Regions from separate parts of the Mus musculus genome. Here region 2 is linked to region 1. The links are chromatin contacts, called in public HiChIP or PLAC-seq maps. All regions are on one chromosome and are shown on one strand. The core of a region is the stretch at or near the end of the contact, and the rest is flanking DNA. Distances in the headings are between cores, read along the strand shown.

Evidence for each region. HiChIP or PLAC-seq counts read pairs in DNA pulled down with a chosen protein or histone mark.
Region 2: a contact with region 1 is called in an HNF4G HiChIP or PLAC-seq map of pancreatic cancer cells. The contact joins two enhancer-like sites. A contact is called at or near these places in 2 of 39 promoter capture datasets (fetal liver and neutrophils), 3 of 115 datasets of contacts at active chromatin or transcription factors (bone marrow-derived macrophages, large pre-B cells and pancreatic cancer cells) and 1 of 9 other capture datasets (adipose tissue).

The regions. Positions count from the first base shown.
Region 1 is chr6:134,818,693-134,821,218 of GRCm38.p6, forward strand. 1700055D16Rik (RIKEN cDNA 1700055D16 gene) reads left to right here. Exons shown (of 2, transcript NR_151454.1): 2 at 1,691-2,526. Among named protein-coding and RNA genes, the nearest start is that of Crebl2, 10 kb to the right of the region's middle. Within about 2 kb of position 1,264, at least 33 of the 459 cell types and tissues checked have an H3K27ac peak or open chromatin away from gene starts, as enhancers often do. A contact at or near this core is called in pancreatic cancer cells, where this site is marked.
Region 2 is chr6:135,025,149-135,027,674 of GRCm38.p6, forward strand. No RefSeq gene overlaps it. Among named protein-coding and RNA genes, the nearest start is that of Ddx47, 15 kb to the left of the region's middle. Within about 2 kb of position 1,268, at least 69 of the 459 cell types and tissues checked have an H3K27ac peak or open chromatin away from gene starts, as enhancers often do. A contact at or near this core is called in pancreatic cancer cells, where this site is marked.

The DNA of each region.
Region 1 (2,526 bases), core at 14-2,513:
ATAAACACCCTCACATATAATAAGCACACACACACACACACACACACACACACACACACACACACACACACACTTTAAAATTCCTGTTAAGCTAGGTGCTGTGTAACCAGGAGCCCAACATCATCCTCAGATACATAGCAGGTTCAAGGTCATTCAGGATTACATAAAACCCTGTTCTAAATAAATAAATAAATAAATAAATAAATAAATAAAGCCTCATGCTGTATTACAAAATGAGCCCTGTAGCAGAACTAATTAGTTCTGACTATTCTCTCTTATTAGGGAAACATAGTGATTATTTAAATAACTAAAGAACAAAAAGAAACAAAGTTCACTGGCAATAGAAAGTATGTGCTTCGGTACAGGCCTTTATTTCCAGCACTTGGGAGGCAGAGATAGGCGGGTCTCTGGGAGTTCTAAGACAGCCTGGCATATGAGTTCCAGGATAGCCAAGGCTCTTACAAAGAGAAATCCTCTCTCAAAAAACAAAACCAAAGAGGGAGGGAGAAAGGAAGGAAGGAAGGACAAACTTAACTATGCAAAACCCCTGAAGAGTTCTGTATTTACTTGTCCAAAATTTTTAGCAGAAAGCTCTAGAAAAATACCAGTTTGGGCCCCAAAAGGTGGCTCAGACAGTAAAGTTCTTGCTATGAAAGCCTAATAGCTTGAGTGTGACTCTCAAACCCACAGAAAGGTAGAAGAGACTCAGCTCCACAAAGTTCTCTCTGATCTCCATATGCACACTGTGGCGTCTGTACTCACTCGTGTGTACACACACACACACACACACACACACACTCACACTCATGATGATGATGACAATGATGATGATGATGATGATGATATCTGGTCAAACCAAGTCTGAAAACAGGTATAAAAAGAGACTATTTGCCTGGCCGTGGTGGAGCATGCCTTTAATCCTAGGATCTCTGTGAGTTCAAGGCCACTGGTCTACAGAATGAGAAAGAGTAAAAGAGAGAAAGCCAGTGAGAGAGAGAGATGGAGATGGGAGAGGGAGAGGGAGAGGGAGAGGGAGAGGGAGAGGGAGAGGGAGAGGGAGAGGGAGAGGGAGAGGGAGAGGGAGAGGGAGAGGGAGAGGGAGAGGGAGAGGGAGAGGGAGAGCAAAAGAGCTAGATTCTTCATTCTTAGATTCAAAACAAACAAAAAGGCTGAGGACGTGGCTCAGTTGGAACAGCTTGCTTAGCATGCACAAAGCTCTTGTTCAACCACCAGTACTATAAAAACAAACAAATCAGGGTAGCAAAGCCGTGACTCATCCGTCACATGAAGAGATGCAGCAGAAACAGTTCAGGTGAGCACCCTAGGAAGAGCAGTGAGGAAAACTCCACTGGGTGGCAAAATCCTATTGATTTAACTAGAGTGTTTTGAGACAGGGTCTCGTGCTGTCAAGGCTGCTCTTGGTCGTTCTGTTTCTACCTTCTGAGCTCTGAAATCACAGGCATTATATCATCATATTGCACTAAGACCTTTCTCTCTATGTGTGCATTTGTTGTGAATGTGTGTGTGTGTGTTGAGTATGTTTTGAATATTTTAAATTTATTCTTTGACAAGTTGACAATTTCAAACATGTATACAATGTATCTTGTTTGTATCCAACAGAAATCCCCATGGCTACTCCTCTGGGTTTCCCTAATATTTTCTCTTCCTACCTTCCTGTCTTTCTTTTTAGAGCCTATTGAGTCTGGCTAGCACTGCCTGCATGCACATGACTGTGGAGCCATCCACTGGAGCCTGGGTAACGTAACAATAGACACACTCCTAAAGAAAAATGACTCTCCTGCTCATCAATTGAACTTGTGGATTGCCAACAGTTCCTCGGCTGTGGGAAAGCCTCGTGAACTCCTCTCCCCTCCAGGCTGGAATGTTGACTGACTTGATCTCATGCAGGTCTTGTGCTGGTAAGCACAGCTGTTGTGAGCTCATGAGTGCCATAGCCATGCCATGCCCATAAAAGCATTTCACAGCACCCCTCCCTGACCTTCCACTCTTGCGTTATTTCTGCCCCATCTTCCTTGACAGTCCTTGAGTTGTGGGTGGAGGGGTTGTAGGACTGATATAAACGTCCCGTTTGGGGGTGAGCTCTCAAGAGTCCCTTATCCTCAGCATTTTGACCAGTAATCAGGTTGAGAGCAGCACTAATGTATGGTTATAAATGTAAATATTTTAGAAGGCTGTTTGACAGCATGTCCATTTAGCAAATAAGAGTAGAGGTTCCTCTATAGCCATGAGCTTTAGACCATAGTACCAGGCATGGATTGTCTCCTGTAGAGAGAATTCCTTCCTCAAATCTAAGCAGGAAACAGTTGGTTATCTCCACAGTAGCTATGCTGCTATTGCACAGGTAGGCACACTTTGCCTGGCAGGCCGGCGTTGTAATATGCAGGATCCACTGCTGGGTAAATCCACTGATGGCTCTTCTTCCCTAGTGGGGCTGCAGAGTATCTTCCAGCACTGTGAAACATGACCAGCAGGGAAAAGGTTTTCAGGTCAGTCCTTCATTGATTT
Region 2 (2,526 bases), core at 18-2,517, 210 kb after region 1:
GAGGTGAAACCTAGCCTTGGGGCAGATAATAAAAGGGTGTGAGTCACTCTTGGGCTGGAATGACAAGAGACTCAGCCCAAGCACTGGAGATTCAAGGGTGACCCACACCTACATTCTTTATGCCTCACCTGTCTCAAGAATGCACTAAAACTACAGCTAAAAATAACTGCAGAAACTTGAGGTCTGGGAAGTATCGCCAAACAGTCACACCTAAGTAGACAAGAGCTCTGGGCCATGATTGAAGACAAGAACATGCTCAGCTGGAGGCCACACAGTCTGTAGGACCCTCATACCTGTTGATACCGCTGGAGCTTGTCTTAGAGACTTTGTTGCTGTGAGGAGACATCATATAAAAGGAAGCATTTATTGGGGGCTTGCTTATAGTTTCGGGATTATGCCATGATCATCAAGCTAGGGAACATGGCAGTAGCTAAGTGCTTAGATCTGATCCACAAACAGGAGGCAGAACGAAGGAGATTAGGCCTGGAATGGGCGTTCGAAGCCTCCAAGTTTACCTCCAGTGACACACCTGTTGCAACAAGGACACGCCGCCTAATTCTTCCCAAACACCTCCATGCATTGGGGGCCATTCTCAAACCATGGTAGAGCTTTCGTCTGCTTACAGCCATCTGTTCATCTGATACCAGTAATCTCAGATTTTAGGAGGAAGAAGCAGGAAGATCAGGAGTTCAAGGCCAGCATCAGCTGCGTAGGTAGTTTGGAGCCAGCCTGGGCTACGTGGAAACCCCATCTTTTGGAAAACAGAGCCAGTGAGGTGGCTCAGCAGGTAAAGGCACTTGCTACTAAACCTGAGGACCTGAGATTGATCCCCCCAGGACTCATATAATGAGAGAACTGACTCACAGAACTTCCTCTTAATCTCTTAACATCCTGTGATAGTTTCCACCCTACCTCTGATAAATAGATGCAAAAAAATTTTAGGTCAAAAGACCCAAACAAAAGCACATACACAAACCAAAAAAACAAAACCAAATTTGATTCCAAATCTCAGTCCTTATATGATGTGTATGTGTGTCTTTTGTATGCATTTCACATTATACACTCAACAAGCACTTACTGAACGAAAGGAATCAGCCAGTGGTGGCAGTATTGCATTTCCTTAAATGTGCTCCACATAACAAATGAGTGTTATGCCTATAAGCTTTCAGATGCCAACTTAGTTTCCAATGGGCAACCATTAAGAGAGGATAACAGAACATCTTCGTTTTCACCGGTAGATGGCAGAAGGGGGAAATGCTCGCCCTCACTTCCTCTGTGGGAAAAAATAGTTACTAGTGAGCAGTGACTGGGGTGCAGTGCAGAATCAAAGGGCACACAGTGTACTCTTGTGTGGCCTGCAGTGACTAAGGGGTAGCAATCAGGGCAGGTATGAGAAGTACCTATAGGTATCTGAAGGGTGATAGTCTTTAACAGGACTGCCAGGCCAGGCCTGGGGTGTTTCCTCACAGGTAGAGAGCTTGCCTTTTGTGTGCAGGGATCTCTGGGTTACCCAGACTCTAGGACTGGGAGAACTAAATGCTGTATAAAATGCAGCCTTGCTCTGTTCCCTGGTCCCTATCTGTGCTAGCTTTCCATTTGTGCTAAAGTCTCCCCTGCCTATCTAGGTATTGATAGGTCACCAACTCCTGGTTCTCCCCCTCCAGTCTGGAGCCTGGGAATACAGGCATTTCCTTCCCAATGCACAGTGTGTATGAGAGTAAGTTGTTCAGGGTCTTGAATCCTCTTTCACGATATATCCCTCTGTTTTGCTGTACCCTCATCCAGGCCAGTCCATAGCTTTCACTTGTCCATGTTATCTCATGGCTTGGTGCCAGGGAGCTAGTGAGTCACTTATTCTTTTTGTCTTTGGCCCAAAGTGATGGGGACTTGTCCTCCATCCAAAAGAATGATAGCAGCAGTCAGGCATGATGGTCAGCAATATTGGGCTGTGGGCCTGAGGGCATAGCTCAATGGCAAAGGCTGTGTTTACATGCACGTGGCTCTGGGTTTGATTCCTGGCATTAAAAAGAAAATGAGAGGCTGGACAGACGTCTCAGCTGCTGAAGTGCTTGCTGTACAAGTAGGAGGGCCTGAGTTCAGATCCCCGGAACTCATGAACAGTTGGTGTGGTGGCCTGTGCCTGTGATCACAGCACTTGGGAAGGGAGGCTGGACATCTGGGACTCTCTAGCCAGTCAGTGTAGTCAATTGGTGAACTCTAGGTTCAATGAGAAACTCTGTCTCAAAAACAAAAAAATATGGTTGTGGGCTTGTGGGGTGATTTAGTGGGTAAAGGAGCTTTCTGCCAAGCCTAACTATCTGAGCTTGGTCCTTGAGACCCATATGATAGGAAGAGCAATCAAGGAAGACACTGGATGTTGACCTCTGGCCTACACACACACACACACACACACACACACACACACACACACACACACACACGAGTGAGCCTTCCCATGTTCAAAACACATACCCTTATACCCACACACACCATACCACCCCAGAGATAGAGATGAGAGAGAGAGAG